5 separate regions of the Mus musculus genome follow, and regions 1, 2, 3 and 5 are each linked to region 4. A link is a contact called in public Hi-C data. All regions are on one chromosome and are shown on one strand. The core of a region is the stretch at or near the end of the contact, and the rest is flanking DNA. Distances in the headings are between cores, read along the strand shown.

Region 1 (2,700 bases), core at 44-2,543, 640 kb before region 4:
GAGCCAAATCATGGGGAAGAACTCCAAAGGATGCTGGGTCTGGCATGCATCATCCTTTGACTCAGGCCCTTTGACTAGGTTGACTGTTGTTTGTGCTCAGTGTATGCATGTGTGTGTGTGCATAGGTCTATGCGTGTGCCTAGTGAGTGTGCCTGGATGCCTTTGGAGTCCTGATGTTTGCCCTATCACTCTGCCTAATTTCCTTGAGAGACTCTTTCACTGACGTGGGGTTTGCCATTTTTTCAATCAGACTGGCTGGACAGCAAGACTCTTGAGAGCCCCTGTTTCTGCTGACCCATCTATGGAATCACAGGCAGGGGTGGCTTTTATGTGGGTCCTGGGATCCAAACCCAGTTTCTGCAGCACCTTATGAAACCTCATTGTGAATATTCGTGAGTACTTTATTTTCAATTATGCCCTATGTCCTCCTCTATACAGTTACCCCATCTCATCTCCCTAGCACCCCCTCCGTGGGTTTTAGTCATTACAAAGAGGACTCTGGATCATGTCTTTATTTTGGATGAGACTTTGAATTTTTTTTTTTTGCCAGTGACTCTCTATGTCGCTCACACTAGTGTCTTTACTGGTGAGGCAGCAATGCATGCACCATGCCTGAATTGCAGACTTTTTAGGTCAAACTTCCACTCTAGTTTGACATAGACACTCCTCCCCCACCTATGGAGAACCTAGGGCCAAGGGAAATCCTTTTGCGGAGCAGAAGGTCACAAAGCCGGTCCTGGGGATGCTGGGCTTAGCACCCAGACTTCTTGCTATCATTGGCCATCCTCTCGGCTTCTGATGCCATAAAGCGGGTTTTCTTCTCAGGGTGTGTTAACCCTGGTACATTGGGGGCAAAGGTCGCCACACACTGTAAGCCCAGTCGGCTACCATCCCTCTCCCCTCCTTTAACACGTAGGACGAACTTCAGGACGGCGCGATGCCATTATGTCAAAGACTGGCCCACCGCTGCCAGCAGCTTTCAAAGGTTTGGGGGTCTGCAGAGTCCCTGAAGAATTTTGGCTTGAAGCCCTCTTTCTCCTTCGTTTCTGAATCCAATGGTAGATTAGGCGAAATGGAATCCGTATGGTTCTGATTCATTTACACTTAACTCATCAAAATGTTCCTTTTTATGAGCTATTTGATGTCCAGAAAGCCTTTTGAGTAGATTTTATAAGCCTTTTAAAGACTTTTCTCTTAGAAACAGGCGGTTGCATTTTGCCAAGAATAAACAAACTTGAACCTCAGAAGTGCATCGCTTGCCAAGGATCCCGGGGCCAGAGGACAAGCTTACGAAGGCACCCTGTGCTCGCTCCTTTTCCAGTCCCTCCTCCCTTTACTGCTCTGGGTCCCACTTCCCTTCAGTCTCTTTGCAGAGGTTACTATTGCCTTATTGCCTTCGGTGAACTTTGATGCCCCTCCCCCTCTCCCTCCTCCCACCCAGCATGCCCTGTGGCATTGCTCTCATCAGAGGGGACCATGGCCCCAGAGTGCTCCCCTCTGTAGCTGTTCTGTGTCCTGCCTGGGAACCTTTGAACATGGACCTGAAAGAGATGCGGGCAGAGCCCTCTGCCCTCCAGCTGAACACTCTCCCCTGGTCATGTACAAAAGTCCCTTGTGACGTGTGCATGATCAGGTAGGGGAGACCTTCAGATCCTCTTGTGTTCCATGTTAGGAAACCGAGGCAGGAGGGTCTATGCGATTGCCTAAGACCATCTCACTCATTGAGGGCAAACTCCAAAGACATTTGCTTCATTTTCTTTGCTTCCCTCGCCTCCTAAGAATGACCCAGGAGGTCATGGATGGAGACTCGCTTTGGGCTAAGATATTTCATGGAAAGGAAAACTTGGAAAGCAAATCAAGGACAAATATGAGATTCCCAGCTTATCACCACACCAAGGCTCAGTGGCGATATTTTCAGTGGACGAAAAAGCTAAGCTGAGATACTGAACTCAATTCCACCTGGCTGTCCAGTTAAGACACTGAAAGATGTGAGAAAGGTGTGTATTGGGGCCCGGGGGTAGTATGGCTCAGTAGGCAGAGTCTTTGCTTATCTTGCATGAGATCCTGGGTTCCAACCCCAGCACAGCATAAAATGGGGTGGTGGTGGCTCAGATCTGCGTTCCTGGGACGTGGAAAGTGGAAGACTGGGGAACTGGAAGATCAAGATTATCCTCAGATACAGAGAGAATTTGAGGCTGGTTTGAGCTACTCAACAAACAGATAGACACAAACATACTTGCACACACACACACACACACACACACACACACCACTCACTCTCACACACACATACACTCACACACACTCTCAAATATACATGCACACACTCACTCTCTCACACACACATACTCATACACTTTCACACACTCACACAAACTCTCATACTCACACAGTCTCACACTTACACACTCTCACACACACACTCATACACACATACTTACATATTCTTACACACACTCCCTCACACTCACACTCATACACACTTTCACACACTCATACATCACACTCTTTCACACACTCACACAAACTCTCATACTCACACACACTCATAGACACTCTTACACTCACTCACACACTCATGCACACTCATATACACATACACACACACTCTCACATATTCACACACAGGGCAGAGAGAGCGCTGCCCGCTAGTATTAGAGAATAACTAGAACTTTACAGCTGCTTTGCATTCATTATTCT
Region 2 (2,700 bases), core at 135-2,634, 600 kb before region 4:
GATCTCTTGGGACTGAAGTTACAGGTGGTTATGCAATGGGGTGGGGGTGGGGGAACCTGACTCCTGTCCTCTGCAAAATCAGTAAGTGCTCTTAGCCAACAAGCCATCTCATCAGTCCCCATAATTCTTATTTAGGTAGTGTCCTGCAGTAGATGGGGCCTAGGGTCTCATGCATATCAAGCAAGTTTGGCTTGAACTCATTAGGTAGTCCAAGCTGGTTTCAAATTTGGGATGGTCTTGCCTCAGTTTCCAGGGTGCTAGGACTGCAGGTGCTTGCACCCTCAGGCCTGGTTTTGCTTTTGTTTTAAGTTGCTATTTATTGAGGTGATTTGTTAAGGATGAAAACAACATTTCTGTTGTTTGTTTGTTTGTTTGTTTCCAAACAGACTGAGAAATCAATGAGTGTACTGGTTCACAGACTTATTGCTAGATTTTAGGCCAATAGGATCTTCTCTCTCGGAACCTCTGTTTCCCCACCTGTAAAGTGGAAAGCTGGTGGCTGTGAGGAAGGGGTCAGTGGGAAACACAGGCAAGGCGTGGGGCAGAAGGTTTGGTAGGATCACAATGAATGTTATAGCATACCAGGCAGAGTGGTCACAGTGGGCTACAGGGAAGATGTAGTTGTTGTCAAAGTTACCATCAGTTCCAGGTCTAAGACTAACAGCCTTGGTGCTGCAGAAAGCTCTCATTTCAGTGTGTGAGAGAGGCGATCAGATGGGGGAGCAAAATGAAGGCTGGTCCTAACAAGGGGTGAGGGGAGACCCCACACGATGATAACGGACATACATAGGAAAAGCCCCTCACCTCTCTCTTGACACTATTTACTTTCTTTTCTTCCCCTCCTCAACTTCCTTTCTTATTGGGCCAGTGAGGGTCACACAGTCCAGGTTGATTGCAAACTTGTAAGGCTGACCTTGAACTCTTGGTCTTGAACTCTGCCTTCGACATCTGGGTACTGGGATTATAGACATGCATCCTCAGTATGTCAGGTTTATGCTGGGGGAGTGGGGGCAGAGTTTTGTGTCTGCTAGTCAAACACCTATCAGCTAAACGACACCCACAGCCTCTGGCCCCCTCTTTAGAGTAGACGTTTGTGGCCTCTGTTATCTCTGGTTTAGGAGCAAAGGAAGCAGTCTTGAGTTAAATGAAAAACCTACGCTACCCTTCCCTCTGTATATGGTCTTGGACACATACATAGCGTATGTAGTCTGCCTGGAGCTCAGCTTTGCTGCTCTTCACTGGTTTTTAGCACTTGAACAAGACTGAGTTTGGTCCTAAATCTGACACTAGCACACACTTTCTGGGTGCCATGCGTGTTACCATGGTTACCCGCTTTTATGATTTGAGGCTCCGAGCTAGTTCCTCTCTTCTGGAAAAGTTCTGTTCCCATGGAAAAGATGGCTCCAGGAGAGATGAATCCAAGTTTCCCTTCCCACACATCCCCAGCGCAGGGCCCTTCTGGACTTCAAAGGGAAGCCCCACCAGGAAGCTGGACATGCTGTAAGTTCAGCAGGGGGAGAGATGGGAGCTGGCTTCAAGGACTGTTGAGCAGCTGTTTGACATCACACCAGGGTGGCCGAGGCTTTGGGGCCGAGCCTGTTTACTCCTCACAGATAACATCTCGAGTGGACCATGGGGAAGGATTGGGAGGATGCTCGGGGTCAACGTTCACCTTTGTAGTTGTTTAAATATCGATAATAAGGCATGTGAGGCGGCCTGGCCCCGGGTGAGGAGCCAGCGATGTGTTTGGAGATATCCGCACACGTTCACTAGGCAACTTCAGTCGGGGGCGTCTGCAGTCTCTTAGCGGAGCCAGTGAAGTTTGGCCATCATTCTTCAACTTGAGAAGGAGCTCGGTAACTCCTCATTAACAACCCTCCTTGCTCCAAACGCTTTCTGACACAGCAGAATGGCTCCCCATCTGTATCAAATAAGCCAGTGAATTTACCAGGAGGCCGTGCTCTCTAACCAGGCGCGATGAGAACAAGATGCTAATTGGCTTTCAGGAAACAAGGCTTTTCATGGACGGAGATGTTATGGAAACAACCGAGGGAAGAAAAAAAAAACGGCAAACCAGAACAATGGCTCTCCTTAACTGCAAGTTCTCCCCGAGTGTATTATAGGCTCATGTGCACTTCAATTTGCTCTCCCTAAGAAAGTTCCAGGAGGCCACATGTCTGCTAACTGTTTTGAAGCACAGACTAGTTTGTGGAACCCAATGTGAGAGAAGCCTCATTAGGGATACACTCTGGCACAGACCATGTAGGAAAGTAAGGGAGGACTCTTGTCAATGCACATAGAGTGTGGTAAAACTGGCATAGAGTCCATGAGCACTCCCTAGGCCCCGAAGGGGCTGAATGTCAAAGCTATCATAGTCAAGTCTAGAAATCGATGATTCTTCTTGGTTGCTGCCATGTTTTCTTTAGTTAACGATTCTTACTAGCAAAATACTATCGGTAAAACGAGTTTCAGTATGAGAGTTTTATACGTGCACATAAGGCACATAAAGTGTTTAGACCTTCTTCATGCCTTCACCCTGTGCTCCCCTGTTCTCCTTGTGCTCTCATGAATCGTCTTCCTCTTCCTAGCTGGTTTGCCTCCGACTGCCAGTGTGTGTGTGTGCGCATGTCTGTCTGTCTGTCTGTCTGTCTGAATGTGTTTCATTAGGGTTGTTTATAGAGTGTGGGTGATAGTATTTCT
Region 3 (2,700 bases), core at 19-2,518, 660 kb before region 4:
GTTCCACCATGGTTTCTCTCATGAAACCCAAGCATACGGTGTCTTCAGCAATAGCTATGGTGAACTACCAAGGGCAATGGCTGTCTCCTGTGCTGTTTGTAGGGACTCTAGGTCTTTTAGGGAGCCTTGGAGCTCCCATCTCATAGGTGTCATTTCTCTATGGATTACTCCGTGGTTTGCTGTGATAAATTAGAATGTGCACATAACAAATACTGGATTCTATAAGTGAAAATGAATATCAGAAGCTTAATAGAAAAATGTTATTTGCATTTCCGAAAGGTAGCTCTCTCCCTCTCTCTCTGTCTCTCTCTCTCTGTCTGAGATAGGTTCTCCCTAGGTAGCCCTGGATGGCTTGGAAGTCCCTATGTGGACTAGTCCGGCCTCAAACTCACAGAGTTCCAATTGCCTCTGACTTCCATGTGCTGGCCTTAAAGGCATGTTCTATCACACTTTGCCTATTTTTTTAAAATATATTTTATTGCCTTTGTACACTAAAATATAAAATTTTACTTTGTAGCCAAGGATGACCTTGAATGTCTGATCCTCCTGTCTTTGCCTCCTGAGTGCTGGGATTACAGGGTCTGGCCACCCTGCCTAGTATCTGTGGTGCTGAAGATATAATTCAGGGCTTTGTGCATGCTAGGCAAGTACTTTACCAACTGAGCTATAACCTCTTCCCCCACCTTTTGCTGATGTTGTTTGAGTTTCTCCTGCCTCTGTTTCCCAAGCACTGAGATTACAGCTGAGTACCCTACCTGGGCTTGGACAAATCTGCCGTTCATGCAGCCAGGGGCATCTGGAGGCTAAAGACCACATCCTTTCCTATACTTTCCACAGATGAATATCGGTGATTATAAAAATGTCCTATTCCTTGGTTGGAAGGAAAGATAACTCACAATTATTGCTTTTAAAAAGCACATCTCTTAAACTATATAATTTTCATACAGTAAAAAAAAAAAAAAAAAAAAACCAAAACAACATTTACCCTTTTAAGGATGTGGTCTGATGGCCTTTGCACACGTTCATCCCTCCAACCAGGAGGACATTGCAGCCACTCACAAAGCCTCCTCTGTCCACCTCAGGAGCCCATCTCTCCCTCTCCTATCGTCCACCCGGAAACCACCGATCTGCTCTCTTGGTTCTTTCAGAGCTGATGTTTTCAGGATGTCACAAGAATGGAAATTCTACGAGGCGACCATCTGCACCTGGCTTCTCTCACTTGGAGTAATAAATGCTTTGAGATTCATCTGCATTCTGCAAGTCCCTCCGTTTGATTTTTTTTATTACTGTGTAATACTCCATTATATAAACACAGCACAGTGAGTGTCTGCAGCCAGCAGGTAATAGGCATTTGGGTTGTTTCCATAAGCCAGGGTGTTATAAATAATGATGATATAAATACTCAGACTCTTGTGAGGACACACATCTTTATTTCTACTGGAATTTCCGGGTTAAACTATCCATGTTTAATTAACATTATGAAAAGTGGCAAATGTTTCTCTTAAGTGTCCTAACATTGTCTTCTGAGGAACTGGCCATAGTGGAACCTCTTACCTAGATGACCTCATTTCAACAGGGTCATCTCTTTATGTCTCCAAATGAGGGGACAAGCTCTGGGTGCTGAGAGTCAGGACTGGAGCATGCAGATTGTCATAGAGGGAGACATGGTTTGCCTTGTCCTCCATCTGGACAGAATTCGAGGGATTCCATCTCTCTAACATCTTTGCGCTCTCTGGCTGTGATAGGTCTGTTTACTCCTGGTCTTTCTGGCAGTCTGAAGAACTCACTGTGTTTCTATGAACTCACTTTTATGACTCTGGGACTTTGTGAGTTCACACATCCTTATCGCTAAGAAAATCCAAGGTTGTTGTCCAGTCTACATAGTGACTGTGCCAGCCATCGCTAAAGACCGTATGACTGTGGAAGAGTCCAGGAAGGTCGGGATGGAGCTGTGCCCCCTGCACAATGCCCTTTGCCAAGCTGGTGATGTGTTTGCTTAAACAGTTGAGGAGTGCTGGGTCTGCTTGAACCACGTGCAGCAACCACTCGGGGAGACTGAGAACTCCTGCTTTCTCAAGAGCCGGGGGAGGACTATGGGAAGCAGCAATAAAGCAATATAGGATGGGGAGGGAAAAGAGCCAGTATATGGACAAGAGCTACCTTTCATAGGGGAAGAGATGGGGGTGACTACCTGTTGGGCTTTGTGATCCAGGCAGCTTCACCTAGCACAGGTGAGGTTGGAGATAAAATTGGATATTTCCCCCCAAGATACAACATAGAAGAAGAAGCAAGATGATAGGCCTGTTAGTAATTCTTTTCCCAATCTTTATATCTATCTATCTATATAGTATTTATTCTACTATCTGTCTGGCTATCTGTCTACCTATCTATCTATCTATCTATCTATCTATCTATCTATCTATCTATCTATCTATTATCTACCTATCTATCAAGCAATCATCTTTCACTTGTCTATCTTATCTATTTATCTATTATCTATCTATATACCCGCCTATCTATTATCTATCTATCTATCTATCTATCTATCTATCTATCTATCATCTATCATCTGTTTATCTTATCTATTTATCTGTCTATTATCTATCTGCATACCTATCTACCTGTCTATTATCTATCTATCCACTTATGTATTATCTATCTATCTATCTATCTATCTATCTATCTATCTATCTATCATCT
Region 4 (2,711 bases), core at 63-2,562:
AAGTCTCTCCTCCCTAGGACACTGTCCTAAGAACAGTAGAAGATTTCTCTCCAATAGTCAAGAGAGTGCTTTATTTCATTTTATTTCTTCCTCCAAAGGCATGCTTATAGATCACCCTGAAATACGCTAATCTCCAGTAGATATGGCAGCTCACTCTAATCCCAGCACTTGGGAGGCTGAGGCAAGGGATCCCAGTGAGTCTCCCACACAGCCTTCGAGACAGGGCCAGTTCCCCATCAGCCAGGGTGAAAAATGGAACTGTGCATTGAACACACCAACAGAAGAACCCTGACTTGAAGCTTGCTCTCTCCCCAGCGTTAACGGCTTTAGCTTCGTTTGAAGCTATTTGACTGGGGGCCACCCCGACACTCAGTGTCCTTGTCTAGAAGTAGAATCCTAATGGGCCTGCTAGCAATGGCTCTGGGTTGACAGGGATTCATTTTATGAATGAAGTCTTAGATTAGACTAGATAAGAATGGTGGAAACGCTAAAACAGAGTTTTCTATCCGGTTTAAACACACACACACACACACACACACACACACACACACACACACATCTCAGCTCTCGTTCGAGATGACCCCTGAGCTCTCCTGGTTTCTGCTAATGTTCCCGATAGCCATTCACTTCCTGGTTGTTTGCCTCCTCGGCTCTGATTGGCCAGATTCCAGTTCACTTGGGAGCTGTGTTATGAAGACCTTGAAGGCTCCAGGAAAAGGAAAAATTCCCTCTTCTCATTCTTCTCTCCATGAGCTCTTCAGCCAAACCCACCCTTACCCTTTAAGACGCAGACGGGTTCAACCTCGGATGCCGTCGCATCCATTCTAGACCTATCCTTTGTCCCCAGATCCTGGCATCCAGAGCATGGTGTGGCCTCTCACACTGAGAGGTGGGGCCTGCAACCCAGGTTTTGACTCCGACCACAAGACTCTGCGTTCATTCAGTGTCTCCCCCCCCCCCCCCCACACACACACACACTTCACTCCACTACCACATTCATCTGTCAAGTGCCCTCCCCACCCGACACACAGACACGCAGACTCACGGACAGACACAGCCTTCTCTCCCGTCTCTCCCTCCACCCACGTCTTTTCCCTTGAGCTAGATCTGGGGGCGGGGTGAGAAGAAAGCCAAATGTCTTCCAACCACAGAGTAGTGACAGTGTTGTCCTTACAACACCAACCAAAGATCTAATTTTTTTTCCTTTCCTGAATGCCTAAAAGGAGTTGGAAAACCCGAGGGCACCATTGCCTTGTTTTCTGCTCAATGGAGTCTGGCCAGAATCCACCCACAGCTAAACAAAGCATCCTTTCTTGTCCCACTGAAGTTCTCAAAATCTGGCCAGCCTGACACCCACCCAGAACAGCCCCTTGACCTGACTCCTGCCTTCGTCCTCCATGCCTTTTGATGGCATTGTTCAATATTCAAAATCAGACCCAAAGTGCCTGTCCACACCCTAGTCTGAAAGACCAAGAACAGAATTTTAAAATAATAATAATAAATAAATAAAATCTGTGGCCTAACCAGTGGTTGGAGCGCCATCTGCTGGCCATTTTATAAGCAGCGCCTCCCTCACCAGCCCACATGGCTCTAAGTTCCCGTATTTCAAAGTCTTTTCGGAGTTTAACTCCGAGAGAGTATAGCTTCAGGCGTGGGAACTTGTGCTTTTAAGTACGTTAATATCCCATTATTCTATTATGGGAATACGCATTTAGGAATAAAGGCTCTTTTTAAAAAATCTTTTATTCCTTTTCTTTTAAAGCTATTTAAAGTCTCCATCAAACATCTGGGAGGGATGATCTCAGCTTACAACGGCTTTTATTACTGTCACACTTGTTCCTACTACCGTGATAATGATTGTGGCATTGTATTAATCAATAAATCATAACGAACTCGCTTTTTACACACTCTTAACACAGACCCCCAGACCAGTGTGTGCCCGGGTTTGCAGGAAAATTTATGATTCTGGGTGGGAGGGAGAAGGAGACTATAACACAACAAAGACCAAAATAAATAAATAAAGAGGGAGGATTGCTTTTAGAAAAAAAAAAGGAGGAAGCTTTTTTCTAAAAGAGACTCTCGGCTTGGGAAGGCAGATTTGGGACTGAGTTAATAAATGCCTCTCCTATCTGCTTAGTCAAAGGAGCTTACGTCCCTTTAGCTGGGATTTTTTTTTTAACCTCATTAAAAATCAAAGGGAAAGCATGGGAATTTTCCTCTGTAAATATTTTGCCTGTCCTCTGAGGAGAGAAAACAGAAAATCACCTGTCTCAGTCGGTGCCTTCTTTCGAATTCACTTTGGCCAAATACCTTAGGCAGTCAGGGTGATGGAGAAGAATTGGGGAAGGGGGGGGGGGCTTATGCCTGTCAGCAAGTGTGTCCACCAAGTGTGGGTTTGGGTAGCCATAGGGAGCACGTGGCATCTACCCCTTTCGAGTCTGCAGCTGCCACAGCACAGCACATCCTGAGGAAGGGCTGGCTGAGTCACACGAACCCTGTGGATTCTAGAAGCCCCTTTCCCTGGGCTTCTCTAGGACCCACCCATCACTCTGAGCTCTCCATTGGTCCACCATGGGGGATTTGGTCCACATTCGTCGGGTGTTCTCAGCTTCTTCATCAGATTCCTTCCTCTCTAGTTCTTGAGCTAAAACCCCGTTTATAAGAAAGTCAGGAGCCTGGGAAACATCTCGTCATTGTAGCGTCCAGCCCAT
Region 5 (2,700 bases), core at 181-2,680, 520 kb before region 4:
TCAGGTATTCCTATTTGTGCCTCTCTCCCCCTCCCGGTATCAGTTTGCGGGATGTTCCTTTCCCGTTAGTCTGGCAGACGTCCTTCCCCATTTCCCCCATCTGTTCCTGTCTCATCGTTTACACACCAGGCGCCTTGCATATGCTCTAAGCACAGACATTTAATTCTTAATATGTTACAATGAGTTCTGTACCCAACACTATTCAGTTAGCTTCTCCTCCATCAGAATAAAGTCCTCGACCCTATTTTGGGAAGATCCTTTTCTGGGGAATGAACCAGGGTCTCCTGTGTACTAGCAAGAACTCTACCAATGAGCTACAGCGCCCATTTCCCACACACACACACACCAGGTGCCCTGCAGTCACCCCCACCCCCTTTGCCCCCCCCACTTCTCATTTTTTTCATTTTGAGACAGAGCCTTGATAAGTTGCCTGGTATAGCCTTGAACTCACTCTGTAGCCCAGGCTGGCCTTGACTCTGGCTTTCAATCGAGCCAGCTAGAGGACAGAGACCCAGCTTCCTGGAAGGGCACCTGCCTTTCGTCCCCTTGCCTGGCCATAGTTACTTAGGACTGACTACGGTCTTAGTTATTTGCTTATTTACTGTCTTGTGGAGCCACGGTTAGCCTTGAACTTCTGCCCCGACAGGGACACCCCACTGCTGGTGTTGCGTTTATAACTAAACCAGCAACTGTTGGGACTTAACTCTAGGTCTGGCTAATAGAGTCTGAAGAAACTCACTAAAATTCATCCCCATGTGTGCAAGGAGGTCCCACATCTGGCTCCTTGGGCCCCATTCTCTTTGTTCAGACTCTTGATTCCCTTTGGCTGTGTCTCTCTCTCCCCAACTGCCTGGCCACTCTTCCCTCACAGTAGGGATTTAGCGTCTCTTCATCTCTCTGTGGCTCTGTGCCTCTGCTCTTCCCACCCAGGTCGTCCTTTCTCCCTACCTTTTCTCTCTCCCCTTCCCTCTCTCTTCTAGTTCCCTGTCTCTCTGCCCCTCTGTCTCCACCTAAGCTTCTTATCAATCTTAAACTTGACAGAGTCCCTTTATCTTGCCTCTTCCTGTCTGTCTCCTCCGGTCCCCTTTCTGTCTCCAGCCCTTCATCCACCACTCTTTCTGTCACTGTCTTTTCATCCCTGTGCTGACTGCTGTCCCCACCCCACCCCACCCCCAGCTCTGTCTCTCTGCCTCCTGTCCCCATCCAGCCCCCTTCTCTGTGATTTTCTTATTCTCACTCCCTGGATTTCCAATTGCACAGGCAGGCCCAGCCCAGGGTCTCTGAGCCATCCAGGGACTTCACGGACTCACAGATCACGAGTGAGGCCAGCAATCATTTCTGTAAGCAGGCATGAAGCTTCCATCACACCGCTCAGCCCAGCGGCTTCCCCTCTGCAGCCCCCTCCAGGCTGCAAAGTGCCCCCCCAACTTCCTGCTTCAGCAGCCACACAAGGCCTCATTCTAATCCTCTGATTTTGTCTGCTTAGTGTCTCTGCAGAAAGGGAAGGAGCAGAAAAGTAGCTTTTCTTTTATTTTATTTGCTTTCCTTCCCCCCCCCCCCCTCCTTCCTCCAGATAGCTCCCTGGGGGCAAAGCCTGGAACAGAGCAACAAATATTTACTAATTCCATTAAAGAAGGTTTTTTTTCTCCCCGTTTTTTTTTTCTTGTTTCCTTCCCAAGCGAATATTTGAGGCCCCAAGTTCATGGCAAGCCTCCCCCCCCCCCACAGTCCCTCCCCTCCTCTGCCCTACACACCCAGGACTTATATATAGTTCTCTCAGTACCATTTCTCCATTTTTTTTTCCCTCCTGGAGTTCAAGACAAGTTGAAGGGTCAAAAAGGCAGAGGGTGCTCTAGAAGTTTAGCAGACAGCTTTTGGTCCATGGGAGAGGAGGGAGAGAGAGAGAGAGGGAGAGGAGAGAGAGAGAGAGAGAGAGAGAGAGAGAGAGAGAGAGAGAGAGAGAGAGAGAGAAAGGAGGGAAGCGAGGAGGTTGGAGTCTGGCTCACATTAAGCCTAGAAGTTCCAGCCATTGATTCACCCTGGAATAATAGCTTTAAAAAATTTGCAATCCATGGTTTATTCATGAGGTTGTCTTTTTTCCTCCTCCTCCTCCTCTTCCTCCTCCTCCTCCTTTTGGTTAAATAGTAACGAAAGTTGCAGTTTGGTTCCCCAAGTGGGTAAACTCATCCTTTCTTTTGCCTTGGGTCTCTCAGGAAATGATGGGGAGAAACAGGCAAGTCAGGAGCTCAGAGTATCCTGGGTCCCCAGCACCAGACTCTCTGGAGGTCTCAGGGGAGCAGTCTTCCTGTCCTTCCAGTTTCTGACGGGACCAGGTACTCCTTGGCTGGTGGCTACCACTCTCCATGTCTGTCTCCATCTGCACACGAATTCACTCATGTTCAAGCAAGCTTCTGCTCCTTTTTTCCTTGGATTTAGGGAACACGGATTCTAAGATGATCTTATTATAAGGTGTGTGTATGTGTGTGTGTGTGTGTGTGTGTGTGTACATGTTTATATGTATGTGTATGTCTGTATGTTTGTGTATGTGTGTGTATATCTGTGTTTGTGTAATGTGTATGTATGTGTGTGTATCTGTGTGTATGTGTGTGCATGTATGTGTGTATGCATGTGTGTGTATATGTGTATGTGTGTATGTGTATATATGTGTAAGTGTACATGAGTGTACATATGTGTCTGTGT

The links. A called contact is a pair of places that touch in the nucleus more often than the background predicts.
Region 1: a contact with region 4 is called in a Hi-C map of uterus, with 5 times the contacts expected there. The contact joins two enhancer-like sites. A contact is called at or near these places in 1 of 15 datasets of contacts at CTCF or cohesin (stem cell-derived epiblast-like cells), 2 of 484 Hi-C or Micro-C datasets (both in uterus), 3 of 115 datasets of contacts at active chromatin or transcription factors (craniofacial prominence, embryonic limb bud and embryonic midbrain) and 1 of 9 other capture datasets (embryonic stem cells).
Region 2: a Hi-C map of uterus shows a contact between it and region 4, with 6 times the contacts expected there. The contact joins two enhancer-like sites. A contact is called at or near these places in 1 of 15 datasets of contacts at CTCF or cohesin (stem cell-derived epiblast-like cells), 4 of 484 Hi-C or Micro-C datasets (all in uterus) and 2 of 115 datasets of contacts at active chromatin or transcription factors (craniofacial prominence and embryonic limb bud).
Region 3: a Hi-C map of the N1E-115 cell line shows a contact between it and region 4, with 6 times the contacts expected there. The contact joins two enhancer-like sites. A contact is called at or near these places in 2 of 484 Hi-C or Micro-C datasets (the N1E-115 cell line and uterus), 2 of 115 datasets of contacts at active chromatin or transcription factors (craniofacial prominence and embryonic midbrain) and 1 of 9 other capture datasets (embryonic stem cells).
Region 5: a contact with region 4 is called in a Hi-C map of uterus, with 3 times the contacts expected there. The contact joins two enhancer-like sites. A contact is called at or near these places in 2 of 15 datasets of contacts at CTCF or cohesin (the NIH/3T3 cell line and embryonic stem cells), 10 of 484 Hi-C or Micro-C datasets (cortical neurons, embryonic fibroblasts, embryonic stem cells and 4 more), 4 of 115 datasets of contacts at active chromatin or transcription factors (cardiomyocytes, craniofacial prominence, embryonic limb bud and 1 more) and 1 of 9 other capture datasets (embryonic stem cells).

What each region holds. Positions count from the first base shown.
Region 1 is chr5:119,517,339-119,520,038 of GRCm38.p6, reverse strand. Gm31314 (predicted gene, 31314) reads left to right here. Exons shown (of 3, transcript NR_166577.1): 2 at 251-392; 3 at 917-1,244. Among named protein-coding and RNA genes, the nearest start is that of Gm31314, 9.3 kb to the left of the region's middle. Within about 2 kb of position 1,293, at least 4 of the 459 cell types and tissues checked have an H3K27ac peak or open chromatin away from gene starts, as enhancers often do. A contact at or near this core is called in uterus, where this site is marked.
Region 2 is chr5:119,479,600-119,482,299 of GRCm38.p6, reverse strand. No RefSeq gene overlaps it. Among named protein-coding and RNA genes, the nearest start is that of Gm31314, 47 kb to the left of the region's middle. Within about 2 kb of position 1,384, at least 11 of the 459 cell types and tissues checked have an H3K27ac peak or open chromatin away from gene starts, as enhancers often do. A contact at or near this core is called in uterus, where this site is marked.
Region 3 is chr5:119,539,134-119,541,833 of GRCm38.p6, reverse strand. No RefSeq gene overlaps it. Among named protein-coding and RNA genes, the nearest start is that of Gm31314, 13 kb to the right of the region's middle. Within about 2 kb of position 1,268, at least 1 of the 459 cell types and tissues checked has an H3K27ac peak or open chromatin away from gene starts, as enhancers often do. A contact at or near this core is called in the N1E-115 cell line, where this site is marked.
Region 4 is chr5:118,878,747-118,881,457 of GRCm38.p6, reverse strand. No RefSeq gene overlaps it. Among named protein-coding and RNA genes, the nearest start is that of Gm42015, 37 kb to the right of the region's middle. Within about 2 kb of position 1,312, at least 33 of the 459 cell types and tissues checked have an H3K27ac peak or open chromatin away from gene starts, as enhancers often do. A contact at or near this core is called in the N1E-115 cell line and uterus, where this site is marked.
Region 5 is chr5:119,399,506-119,402,205 of GRCm38.p6, reverse strand. No RefSeq gene overlaps it. Among named protein-coding and RNA genes, the nearest start is that of Gm42016, 75 kb to the right of the region's middle. Within about 2 kb of position 1,430, at least 15 of the 459 cell types and tissues checked have an H3K27ac peak or open chromatin away from gene starts, as enhancers often do. A contact at or near this core is called in uterus, where this site is marked.